4 separate regions of the Mus musculus genome follow, and all the other regions are linked to region 1. The links are chromatin contacts, called in public Hi-C, HiChIP or PLAC-seq and promoter capture Hi-C maps. All regions are on one chromosome and are shown on one strand. The core of a region is the stretch at or near the end of the contact, and the rest is flanking DNA. Distances in the headings are between cores, read along the strand shown.

Evidence for each region. Promoter capture Hi-C pulls out the DNA fragments that hold promoters and counts their contacts. A called contact is a pair of places that touch in the nucleus more often than the background predicts. HiChIP or PLAC-seq counts read pairs in DNA pulled down with a chosen protein or histone mark.
Region 2: an H3K4me3 HiChIP or PLAC-seq map of embryonic limb bud shows a contact between it and region 1, with 3 times the contacts expected there. The contact joins the promoter of Tmub2 here to the promoter of Arl4d in region 1. A contact is called at or near these places in 2 of 115 datasets of contacts at active chromatin or transcription factors (embryonic limb bud and memory CD8 T cells) and 1 of 9 other capture datasets (pancreatic islet).
Region 3: a contact with region 1 is called in a Hi-C map of CD8 T cells, with 5 times the contacts expected there. The contact joins the promoter of Lsm12 here to the promoter of Arl4d in region 1. A contact is called at or near these places in 1 of 484 Hi-C or Micro-C datasets (CD8 T cells) and 2 of 115 datasets of contacts at active chromatin or transcription factors (memory CD8 T cells and pancreatic cancer cells).
Region 4: a contact with region 1 is called in a promoter capture Hi-C map of liver. The contact joins the promoter of Hdac5 here to the promoter of Arl4d in region 1. A contact is called at or near these places in 2 of 39 promoter capture datasets (liver and macrophages) and 1 of 115 datasets of contacts at active chromatin or transcription factors (memory CD8 T cells).

Annotation. Positions count from the first base shown.
Region 1 is chr11:101,663,475-101,666,926 of GRCm38.p6, forward strand. It overlaps Arl4d (ADP-ribosylation factor-like 4D), which reads left to right and starts at 2,067. Exons shown (of 2, transcript NM_025404.3): 1 at 2,067-2,163; 2 at 3,074-3,452. The coding sequence starts at 3,176.
Region 2 is chr11:102,283,171-102,286,396 of GRCm38.p6, forward strand. It overlaps Tmub2 (transmembrane and ubiquitin-like domain containing 2), which reads left to right and starts at 1,781. Exons shown (of 4, transcript NM_028076.4): 1 at 1,781-1,918; 2 at 2,494-2,548. The coding sequence starts at 2,514.
Region 3 is chr11:102,183,615-102,186,640 of GRCm38.p6, forward strand. It overlaps Lsm12 (LSM12 homolog), which reads right to left and starts at 1,642. Exons shown (of 5, transcript NM_172947.3): 1 at 1,469-1,642. The coding sequence starts at 1,592.
Region 4 is chr11:102,228,868-102,231,994 of GRCm38.p6, forward strand. It overlaps Hdac5 (histone deacetylase 5), which reads right to left and starts at 1,305. Exons shown (of 27, transcript NM_010412.3): 1 at 1,138-1,305. It overlaps Mir8101 (microRNA 8101), which reads right to left and starts at 1,283; the gene lies at 1,173-1,283.

The DNA.
Region 1 (3,452 bases), core at 817-3,316:
CTTCCCAATCCTCTTTACGCGTAGCTTTTACTGAGGGTAATCTTGTTGTCCTTTTGGTCACCTTGCCCTTTGTAACATCTCCTCCCCTTCAGGACAACCAGAACTGCGACTAACTGCTAAGCACGATGCCCCACCCAAGTGCTACATTTCTAGAGACCTTTTCAGAAACTTCTAGGTGACCCATTCTTTCCCTCTGAAATCCCTCTGAAGTCCCCATTTGATGATTTGTTAAAAAACAAAAAAAAAAAAAATTGTGTCTTCCTGAGCTGCCGCTGTCTGTCACTCATTATGGAATGTGACCTTTGAGGCTTGAGGTGTCTGTAGCCCTAGAACTCTGGCTGGTGCTGAGGAATGAGCTGTGTTTGATTACTGAGGTACTTGGGGCAGAACCCAGAGTCTGTGCATGCTGGGCAAACTCTCTGCTGCTACGCCATCATGACTGGTTCATCTGTATTTCTGAAATAGGGTCGTGTTAAGTTGCTCGTGCTGGCCTTGAACTCATGATCTAGCCTAGAGAGGTTATCCATGTCTTGTCTCCTGCCTCAGCCTCCAGAGTACCTGGGATAACACTCTGTGGTTATGCCCAGTTGAACTTTGTCTTTTAAAGTCTCTTTTATCGTGCTTTTTAGACAGCATCTCACTGTGTAATGCTGGCTGTCTAACGTAAGACTGCCTCGCCCCAGAGTCTCCCCATGAGAAGACTATTGCCAAGCAGTGAGCATCCTGGCACTGAATTCAGACAGATCTTGCTCAGCCACATATGACCTAAATGTGATCATAACTAAGTCTTTTATCCATCTGCAGCTTTCTGTACCTGTAAGAAACAGACAACAGTCCCTAACATGCTACTGTGAGGTAATGGGGTCCTCCATGCTCTATATGCAGGAAGCTGAGGCCCAAAGATTGTTAGGATGTCCAGGATAGCCTGAGCTACATAATGAGATTCCTATCTCAAAACACACACACAAAAAAACCAAATATAGCTGGATATGATGGCTCATGCCTTTAATCCTTTTTTTTCCTTTTTTTTTCCCGAGATGGTTTCTCTGTGTGGCCCTGGCTGTACTGGAACTCACTCTGTAGATCAGGATGGCCTCGAACACAGAAATCTGCCTGCCACTGCCTCCCAAGATTAAAGGCATGCACTACCACTGCCTGGTTTCATGCCTTTAATCTTAAAGGCAGAGGCAGGTGGATTATTTTGTGTATGAGGCCACCCTAGTCTACATAGTGAGTTCCAGGATAGCTAGGGTTATATAGAAAGACCCTGTCTCAAAAAATACTCCCCCCACCCCCTTATCCCTTGAAGCAATGGCTCAGTGGTTAAGAGCACTTATTACTCTTCCAGCGGACCCAGGTTCGGTTCCCAGCACCCATATGAGGCAGTCACCACTGTCTCTAATTCTGGTTCCAGGAGATCTGACATTTCCTACTGAACACATGGGCATATACTGACCCACTGGCTTAACTGACACTGAGCACTGCTGCCCTTGCAGAGGTCCTGAATCCATTTCCCAGCAACCACATGGTGGCTCACAACCATCTGTAAGGGGATCCGATGCCCTCTTCTGGTGTGTCAGCGTCCCCGTACTCCTATATACATTAAATGGGCTTAGTATTATGAATCAGCTGTATCAGAGCTCCAGGTAAATACTGCTTTGCAAACTAGATGAAGACAGTGACTTGAATGAGTACTACTGAATGAGGTAAGATACGAAAACATGTCAGAATCTCTTCGAGCAGATCTTTAGGTGGAAGGAAAGTATGGGGGGGGGGCAGCCGGATTGAGGGCAAGTGGATGGGGTAGTGTCATTATTAGACATTCCGTTCCATGCTCTCGTCAGGCGCAGCCACGCCTGTTCCTTTAGTCTGTCCCACCTCCCAGCCCTAATGAGTTCCAGGCTCTGTTCCAAATACTGAATAAGGTAGAAAAGATTAAAATAAAGCGGTTCCGGATAGAACGAGCTCTCCATTTCCAGGCTGGGGCTGCAGAGGCTGGCTCAGTCCCCGCCTCCGGGACGCTGATTGGGCCGCGTCGTGTGACGTCACGAGAGGGTTTTTAACGAGGAACCGGAGCAGCGGCACTGCAAAGTCCGCTGTGGCTGAGACGCGACGAGTCGGTGTCTGGTTGGCGTGGCTCGCGGAGAGTGCGGCTGGCTGAAGGTAAAGGAGGGTGTCTGGACCATGCAAAGGCGCCGGCTTGCGGGGCTTAGGGGAGCGGGCGTCGACCGCTGGCTGGAGAGTTGCAGGGCCGTGTGGTGGTGGTCAAAGCGCCCGCAGGGGCGTGCCACCGTTGTGGGTATGCGGTGCTTGTGGGAGCCCGACCCACATCGGTGCTCTTACTTTGGGCACACTGCCCGACCGCCTCCTTCATGCGAGATTTCTCCTCTGGGGAGTGGAGAGCACAGCTTCTGCTTTCTCTCAATCTCGGAGAGGGGTGCAGGGAAACGACCTTACTTCGGATCTTGCCTGCAAGATCCGCACCCTCGAAGATCCTAGTGCCCGAGAGTTTCTCTGACCTCAGGGCCTCTCCTAGGAGTCCCTGGGACAGGAGCACGCCTTGTTACACCTGTAGCTACTTTTTTTATTTTTTATTTTTAAGAAGAGGGGAAGGAGAAAGGCATTGGAGATGGTTTAAAAGCGCCTACCCTAAAACATGAGGACCCTAATTGGTTCCTGAGACCCACATACTCTTGTAAGTTGTCCTGACTTTAACACTCAAGCTGTGAGTGGCTTACACACACGCACAAAATATTTTTTCTTTACTTTGGAAAAAGAGGCACTTAAAAATCTTTTTTTTTTTCTTTTTTGTTTTTCTAGACAGGGTTTCTCTGTGTAGCCCTGGCTGTCCTGGAACTCACTCTGTAGACCAGGCTGGCCTCGAACTCAGAAATCCACCTGCCTCTGCCTCCCAAGTGCTGGGATTAAAGGTGTGCTCCACCACTGCTGGGGCAAACCTTGTTTTAATAAAAGGAATATTTAGAAGGGTAGGGTGCAGGTTTAGGGGAAGGACCCAAAAGTTGCAAATTCGTTTATTCTAAACCTTTCTCGTTTCTTTTTTGGCCTTGTTTAGACACCCCAGCTTGTGCTACCTGCCGTTTTAAGGTCTCCTCTTCTTGGCCTCTGCTGGAGTCCCAGACCTACTCCTGAGGTCCACCCTGCACCCTAGCTCACCATGGGGAACCACTTGACTGAAATGGCCCCTACAGCCTCGTCCTTTCTGCCGCACTTCCAGGCCCTGCATGTCGTCGTCATTGGGTTGGATTCCGCGGGGAAGACTTCCCTTCTTTACCGTCTCAAGTTCAAGGAGTTTGTCCAGAGCGTCCCCACCAAGGGCTTTAATACTGAGAAGATCCGCGTGCCCCTGGGGGGTTCCCGTGGGATCACTTTCCAAGTGTGGGATGTTGGGGGTCAGGAGAAGCTTCGGCCACTGTGGCGCTCCTACACCCGCC
Region 2 (3,226 bases), core at 531-3,030, 620 kb after region 1:
CATCTGCAATATGAATCTGGTGCCCTCTTCTGGGGTGTCTGAAGACAGCTACGGTGTACTCATATAAAATAAATAAATAAATCTTTTAAAGATATATAGTTTAGGAAAGATAAGGAGAACATCTACAGTGTCATGAAAAATGTCCGGGCGTGGTGGCACACGCCTTTAATCCCAGCACTCGGGAGGCAGAGGCAGGCAGATTTCTGAGTTGGAGGCCAGCCTGGTATACAGAGTGAGTTCCAGGATAACCAGGGCTACACAGAGAAACCCTGTCTCGAAAAAAACCAAAAAAAAAAAAAGAAAAGAAAAGAAAAGAAAAAGAAAGAAAGAAAGAAAAATGATTAAGGAGGGGCCAGTGAGATGGTATGGGGAGGGGCAGTTGCCACAAAGGCTGGTGACATCAGTTCAACCCCTGGGACCCCCAGGGTAGAAGGAGAATCAAGTCCCACAAGCTGTCCTCTGACCGCCACGTTTGGGCTGTAGTGCACACATCTACATATACTCAATCAATAAATAAAATGTAATACATTTCTTAAAGTGACCAAGACCATCAAAACACTGGGTTAATCTCATGGTGGTGCCCAGATGGGAAAGATCATCCACTACACTGGTTCTCTGTAAAGTTATTTTTGGTGCTACTTCACAACTGTAATTTTGCTACTCTTATGAATACTAATATAAAATCCGATATGCGACCTCTGAATGAGTCGTTAGACTCAAAGGTTGAGAAAGGCTGCTTGCTCTTCTACATAGTGAATCAACAATCAAACAAAACCAAAAAAAAAAAAAAAAAAAGGAAAAACTAATCCAGGGTGATAGACTTGGAGAGATGGTTCAATGGTTAAGAGCACTTGTTCTTCTTGCCAGAAGACCTGAGTTCTCTCCCCAGCACTCAAGACTGGCGATTTACAACCTCTTGTAACCCTAGCTCATGGAGATCCAATGCCCTCTTCTGGGCTCTGCAAGTACCCACACACGCGGCATACACATAGAAACAAGTAAAAGAAAAAAAATCCTTTCTTAAGAAGGCACTCTATTTGTTTTTTGTTTGTTTGTTTGTTTTTCGAGACAGGGTTTCTCTGTATAGCCCTGGCTGTCCTGGAACTCACTACTTGTAGACCCGGCTGGCCTCGAACTCAGAAATCAGCCTGCCTCTGCCTCCCAAGTGCTGGGATTAAATGCGTGTGCCACCACTGCCCGGCTGAGGGCACTGTATTTGTATCTCTTTAAAATGCCTTCCCGCTTCATTTATTAAAGCTATACGAGGTAGAAATCTTCAAGTACTTAAGACTTTAATTTGTATTCTTGCCCATCTCCTCGAGGAACAACTGTCTTAGAAGTCAAAAATAGCAGACTTTACCGCTCCCAACCTTGGAGCCTGGTGTGCATTGGCGAAGCAGTAATGAATCTCATTAGCTCTGGAGCTAGAGAACCAAACCGGAAGGAAAAACCAGGCGGGAAAGAAGGAAACCTAGCGGCGGGTGGACCAGGAGAGCTTGCCAGGGCAATCGTCTAAGCATGAAACCACGCCCCCCACAAACACCTTCCCCCGCCTCTTCTCTTTTGGCCCCGCCTCCGACCTCCAGGAGGTCCGAGGCCACGCCTAATGGGCGTGGTCTTACTGCCGGAGGTCCGAAATCCCGCCAACAATGACTCCTCCCCTTCTGCCGCGGCGCAACCTGGCCCTTTTATTTAAAGATTACGTTTACGTCAGTCCGCCTTACGTAGCTTTGCGTCATCAGTACAAGGCGGGGAGGCGGGACTTCCTGTCCTGGATGTTAACAGCTTCCGAGAAAAGCCGGAAGAGATCGGACCCTGGACAGAATCCTGAGTTGCCAGCCCCTCCCCTGACCCCTACGGAAAGAGAACTACAAAGACTGTCCTGGCGAAGTCAAAACATTTATCCTGGCTTTGTCAGGTGAGGCTTTCCTTCCCCATCGAGGCACAGTAACCATCCAAACCCCCTTTAATCTCCCATGACTCCTCGCGTCCTCAAGCTCCGCCCCCTCTCCTCTGCCCCGCCCCGAAGTTTGAGGGGTGTGGATGGTTTGTGACCCCCCTACCTCCCGACCCTCGCTTCTTCACCTGACCCTAAACCATCACTGTCCCGGAGAGTCGGGCTTGGGCACTGCGACCGAAACCCGGAAGCTCCTCGGCTCGGGGGTGGGGTGGGGGGTGCTGATGGACTCCACTGCCAAGGGAATAGGACCTTTCAGACGCAGAACCTTCACCCCAGAAAAAAGCACGGTCGGGGACGACTCCCCACAGTGCGGTCAGGATCGTCCACAGGCTGAGGAGAAAGCCGAGGCCTTGGTCAGACAGATGCAGGTCCCCTATCTGGCCCCTGCCCGCGGCAGTTCCTTGTGTCCTCCGCTTCCATCTGTCTTTGCCACAGTTTCCTTTTGTGTACATCACGGTTCCTGACACTAACCTGACCAACAGGGGTTAGTTATGGGAGTGAGACGTAATTGCTATCATTTGTTTATTGAACAGTGTTAATTATTTTTGCTTCGATGATTTCACGTCTTCTTCAAAACAACCTTATGAGGTAGGTAACCATTTTAAACCCCACTTTACTGTTGAGAAAGCTGAGGCTTTGAGAACGTTGCTGGACATTGCATAGCTAGAAGAGGGGCTAGACAGTGACCCAGAATCGCTTCCCTGACTCCAGGGCCAATCTGTGTAAATAAGGCTGTGGAAACGCTTCTGAGAGTGTTGGTGTGTTCTACAAATATTCCTTGAGCAGCTACTGTGACATTGCATTAAGAGCTTCAAACAAAGAGAACTACCCTCGGTTCTTATCTTCCAGGAGTCAATGAAGAAATGGACAGGTTATGAGTGTAATGATGTTTTGTGGGTGCTGTGAGAGTAGTCTGATGATGATAATCACCAGATGGATTTGCCCAGAGACAGCTGTGAACGTAGATTCTCCAAGGAAAAGAGACGGTACTCCGAGGAATATGCAGAGAGCCTCCAATGCTTTCTCAGAAGCCGCAGAGAGGGAAAACCTTCATAGCACAAGACAGATTGAAAGAAGGATAGTGGGAACCGTTGGGAAGTATTTCCAAATAATTTCTACTTGGGCAATGGTTTTCTTGAAGCTGTCTCGTGTAGCCTTAGGCAGCCTTGAACTTGCTAAGTAGTGGAGACTTGTCTTGAACCTTGTATCCTTAGTTCCTTTATTTCCCAAGTTCTGGGATAACCAGGGCATGTAGAACAGCGGTTT
Region 3 (3,026 bases), core at 392-2,891, 520 kb after region 1:
TTTTCACACTTTAAGTTTCCCATTTTTTTAGAGGCAAAAATACACCTTTGGGATGGAAACTACCCAAGATGAGACCTTATTCATTCATTCATCCATCCATCCATTCATTCATTTTCCAACCACTTACTAAGACCCTGCTGTTTGTCACATAAAAAGAGTAAGTCTTCCTTAAGACTCTTCCAGCCGGGCAGTGCACGCCTTTAATCCCAGCACTCGGGAGGCAGAGGCAGGCTGATTTCTGAGTTCGAGGCCAGCCTGGTCTACAAAGTGAGTTCCAGGATAGCCAGAGCTATACAAAGAAACACTATCTCGAAAAACCATAAAAAAAAAAAAACAAGAAAAGACTCTTCCAAGTAAGTCACCAAAGGAAGAGGTTTTAGGCCAAAGTATGTTCTCCTCTTTTTAAAATAACACACACACACAAAGAAATCGTTCTTGTTGTATGCCGTTTATGAAGAAATCTTTCTGAGCTGGAAATCAACAACTCACAATTAAAAGGCAGCAGAAGTTTCCATAAGAAACTTCATTTTAAAGACAGAGGCTACCTTCTAAAAATAATTCTAGTAAACCCACCTGTAGCTCAAATAAAGGGGGAGGCAGAGGTTCATTTATTTCAACCAGGAAGCGTTTTGTTTTCCAACAGTGAGTTGGTGAAGTAATTCATAAACCATTAGGGAACAGGGCCACTTCTTCCATGCAGTTTAACACTGGTACTTTGAAAAAGAGGGACGTTTCTATGGAATGTGTTGAACTGAACCGAAGGCCACACTGTCTGTCATACATAAACCCCTGAAAAACGTGGCAAGTCCTCTCTAGACCAGGCTTCTAATTCCAACACCTCCTAAGTAGCAGTTTTCAAATGCCTGAGAACCTTCAAAGTCAGCACACACAGTGACACCAAGCATACACCACCCCAGCAAAATTCGCCACCAGTTCAGATACAAACTCTGTTCCGCACTTCCCATCTCTAAACCGGCAAGGCCCATTAGACCACCATCCCACCACCGCCCTTTCTTGAATCAAATCTCATCAGCAGACAGTCCACTCGTAAAGTCCATACCCTTACCCTACTAGCAGTTCCTGACCCTACACACCCCTCCCGACTCCATCCGGGCTCCAATCTCCAGCCCTCTCCCCACCACGACCCCCTCCCCTCAATCACGGAGTCCCCTTAAGACATCGTCCCCTCCCGAAAAGACACCCGCGTGTCAAGCCCCGCTCCACCCACCAACCCTCAGTTGGGGCCCAGCTCCCACAAGGGGTGGGAGACAAGGGTCCCCAAAGTGGACCGAAAAGGCCCGCGGGAGGGGGATGGGAATCTCACGGCCATGCGCATGCGCCCGGGGCACCGCGGTAGCCGGTCGCCCCTAGGCCGGGAGAGGGCCCTAGCTGCCGCCGCCGTCCCCCGCCCCCCCACCACCGCACCTACACGCCGGCCCGGCCTCGGGGTCCACGCAGAGAAGGATACTTAGAGCCAGCATTTTGGACTGGTAGTCGAAGGCTACCACCTCGCCCTGCAGCCGCTGCTCCTGGCACGTCCGGCACGACACCTGGCTCCCAACGCTGAAGTACTCGCCCGGAGGTGCCGCCATCTTGGGAGAGCAGCCGCGGCCGGCGGCGGCGGCGGCAGCAGCGGGCGAAAGCCGGGCCCCCAGCAAGCGCCGCGACGCGACGCGCGAGGCGTGCTGACGTCATGCGCAGGGGCGTGGCCTGGCGCTGGGTGGGGCGGGAGCCTTAGGTAGAAGAGGAAATAAAAGAGGAATCTTGAATACAGTAAAAAATGTGCCGCTGCCGGTCTGCTCGGCCAAGTTCCTGCAAAGCTCTGTTGGAAGCTAAGGAAATAGATACATATAAAGGCTAAATGATTTACGTAGGACAAGATGGAGAAAGGGAAAGCAACTGGAGTCTCGCTGAAGCCCACACCTTACACAAAAACGTTTAATGAATGAACTCTATAAAATATTATCCTCATTTGCATACGAAGAACCAGAAGCTCACAAGAATTACCAGGACTCACTCAAAATGATTATAACCAATTATAAAGTAGTCGAACAAAATACATTAGCTGTAGGGCTAAGCAAATTAGAATCTGAGGCCATTTACCAAATACCGTAAGCAAATTAGCAAACTTATGTTTCTTCGGTGGGATCTAAATACTACTTAGTACTACTTAGTGAGCATCTGGCATCCCCTCAAGGAAGGAATCAATATCCTCATTTTACAGACAAAGAAAGGAAGTCTTAAAATTGTCAGGGTCACAAAACTGGCAAAGCCATGGTTTTGATTGTAACAAAGGTACTACTTACTGGTCTTTATCAGATAATAACGTTTGCCTCCTAAGGCAGTAAGGAGGCTTAAGTGAGGTAATGCATACATGCATGACATATAGGATCTAAGTAAATAATAGTAACCCTGTGATCTCAGAAAGCTCAGTAAAAGGAAGAACAGCTCTGGAATGTTGCTCAGTAACAGAGCACATATCCATTCTTACGGACATAGGGTTCAAATCTCAGCACTAGTAGAAACATACATACATACATACATGCATGCATACATACATACATATATACATACTTGGGAAAGGTGGGAAGTCCGGAACAGGGAATGGTAATAATGGCAAAGTCCAGTCCCAATGATATCCATTTGATATTACAATACTCACTAACCTTACAAAAGGAACTGTGCAGATGCACTTATAAACCTCCCAGCCCCAGCTGCCATCCTTCACCCACCCCTCCCCACAATATAAAAATCATCGGAGAAATGGATTGACCTTTCTCTAGTTTACAGAGAGGCATAGGGCCAGCTCTGGCACTGAGTGAGCCTGAACAAAGTTCAAAAATGTTTCCTTGTGCTCCAACAGGCAAAAACTTCCTTGTGTTGGAGGCATTGGTGCAATTGTTATAATGGGAATAAAAATTCTTCTCCATGCTTTTGTCTGTTTCAGAGGAATGTTGTGTCATTCTGGACCCCATAACAAGTCATATATACATAATTCTCCTTCTCCAGGCAGGAAGGAGGGAATG
Region 4 (3,127 bases), core at 55-2,554, 560 kb after region 1:
TGTTCCTAGGATCTAACTCTATCTTCCCCTCCCACTGATCCCTAAACCCCTCTCTCCATTCCCATTCCCAAGATCCAAAGCTAATTCCAGGACCCAGAAGCATAGTGGTCACTACCAGAGTGATGGGTACACACACACACTACACACACTACACACACACACACCACACACACCCCAAAAGCAACTGCAGCTGCTATCCTTCCTCTTCAGGGACAAAGCTCATCTCAGAAGGCCAAACGCAGGGACATGAAGTGGTCACCTTCTCCCCGAAATGAAACACACTCCCCGCGCCCCCCCCCAGCTCTTAGATTAATTACTTATCGTCCAGCCAGTTCTCATCTTCCTGAGGGCCCCAGGGATGGGTGGGGAGGGGGGAAGCCGACTCCCCCAAGTTAACAAGGCACTATTAGAACCTCTGCCCCATGAGAAACAAACCCAAGATGAAAACTGGGCGCGGGAGTGGGGTGGGGAGATCTGCCCTAGCCAAGAAAGATCACCAATTCATCTCCCAGCTCTTTCCCGAGCTCCAGGGTGTCAGACAGAAGAGGGTGGTAATAAACGCAGTAACGCCTCACAGGCGAGGGGGTGAATAGCACAGACAAGTAAGATGGGCCCCGCAGTCCTCTTCCACCTGCAGGGACGTCAAGGACATAAAATCAAGGGTATGTTCTTCGCCACTTGGAGAAGCACTGTGGGTGGGCTGCGCCCCTCACCTCAGAGTAACAAGAAAGGGGTGTCTAGTGAAGAGAGGGTCTGCCCAGAATGCGGGTTGCAAGGCTCAAATCGCAGTTGCAACGGATTATGAGCCGCCGGGGAGGAGACAAATCAGACATCCCCGGCCGGTCTGCGGGACATTTGGGGGCGCGGGGTGCGGGGTGCGGGAAAATCGGCCCCTCCCTTACCTGCAGAGAAGGAGCCCTGCAAGGGAGGGATGAGGAGGGGCGCGCGCGGCGAGCCAAAGGCGACACTCCCCGGGCCCAGCGACGCTCCCTGGGGGTGCGGGCTGGCTCGGCGCGCGCGCCGGGAGGAAGGACAGGGTCGCGGGGAGCCCGCGGGCAGCGACGGCGGGAGGACGGGACGCTGCGGGGCGTCCCGGGGCCGTGGGAGGTGGGGTCCTGGCGGGTGCGGCGCGCTCACCCGCTGCGGCTCGAGCTCCGGCTTCGCGGGCGGCGGCGGCAGCAGCGGCGGCAACAGCAGCGGCAGCGCCTCCTCGACGGCTCCTCCATCTTTGCGGCGGCTCCTCCGGCTCCGCTCGCCGCCGCCACCAACAACAACATTCGGAGACGTCACTCTCGTCACGTGACCCGACCCCGAGCTAAAAATAGGCTCAGACCCCCCCTTTTTCGGGCTTCAACCGAGAACCCTCCCCTCCCATTCGGCCCTCCCCTCAGATGGGCGGGACCAATAGCGCCACCGTGACAGCTTCTTAAAGGGCCAATGCCCAGCCCAAGGTTAGGCTGGGGTGGAGGTGGCAGAGAAGGGATCCCGATCTCTTCGCCAAGTAATGAACTGAGTAGAACCCGGACCCCGGCTGCTGCAGGGGCTGGATGTGTGGGATTTACGATTTTGTTCTCTGTGCTTTTTCGACTTCCTTTTCAAACGGCGGATGGTGCAATCTTTGCCCGCCTGAGCTGTTCCCTAACACGCCCTTCCCTCGTTAGGGGGAGGGTAGAGGGGGGTGGAATCCTAGGGGCTGCCTTGGAAGTGGAAGCCCCTGCAGGCGCGTCAAAGCTGAAAGATTAGCTTGGACAAGTCTCTAACCCACCGTGCTAATATGGCACAGCGCTGCATCTTGTTAAAAGAAACTCCTTGGAGAAAGCCAGCATAGGTTGTAACTGTCCCTGGCCTTCAAAGGAACAGACCAAGAACCTAAAAGTCCGCTGGTCCCCAACTTTGATACCACACATACTACTACCACGTCAGTGGAACTGAACATGACTGTATCATTAAACCTACATTGTTTTGTCAATGACCTAGCAATTTTCCTAGCAAAAAATGTATTCTAAGAAAATATTGTGCTCCAAAATGAGTATAGGAAGAGATTGTTTGTTATATGAGATGTCAGAAACAACCTAAATAAATATCCATCAGGTAGGTATCTGCAAATAAACTAGGAGACATCTATTTAGTAAGTTATCATACAGATGCTCAAAATTATACATATGTGGGGGGTGTAAAAGCGGCTTTTGGGGCGTTTGACAGGAATCTGACATTGGTCAAGGACAAGAAAATGAGATTCAGGCAGGAATCTGACATTGGGCCATGACAAGGGAGTAAGTTCAGGTAGGAATCTAATTTTAGGGTGGAACAAAGAAGTAGATTTCAGGCAAGAATGTGATTTTGGGCTAGGACAGGGAAGTAGGCTCAGGTATCTTGGTCATCCTGACAAGCTCTTAGACTTTGTTTATTGCCTTGACATACGGCTTTAATCCCAGCACTTGGGAGGCAGAGGCAGGCAGATCTCTGAGTTTAAGACCAGCCTGGTCTACAGAGTGAGTTCCAGGACAGCCATACTGAGAAACCCTGTCTGGAAAAAACAAACAAACAAACAAAACAAAATATCCATTAGTTCCAATACTTTATACAAACGTTCATGAGTCTGACTCTGTATGCCTGAAAAATCTAGGTTATATAAACCAAACGTTTTCTTTCTTTTTTCTTTTCTTCTCCTTCTCCTTCTTCCTTCTTTTCTTCTTCTCCTCTCCTTCTTCCTCCTCCTCCTCCCTCCTCTTCTTCCTCTTCCTTCTCCTCCCCCTCCCCCTCCTTCTTGTTTTGTTGTTTTGTTTACTTATTTTCAAGACAGAGTTTCTCAGTGTAGCCAGCCCTAGCTGTCCTGAACTCAATTTGTAGACCAGGCTGGCCTCATAGAGATCCACCTGCCTCTGCCTCCCAATTGCTAGGATTAAAGGCGTGTGACACCATGCCCAGCAATGTTTACTCTCTTTGTTGTCTTCTTCTATACCCCCTGAAATCTGAAACAACCTCGTTTATTTTATTTTTTAATATTTATTTATTATATGTAAGTACACTGTAGCTGTCTTCAGATACCCCAGAAGAGGGCATCAGATCTCATTACGGATGGTTATGAGCCATCATGTGGTTGCTGGGATTTGAACTCACGACCTTC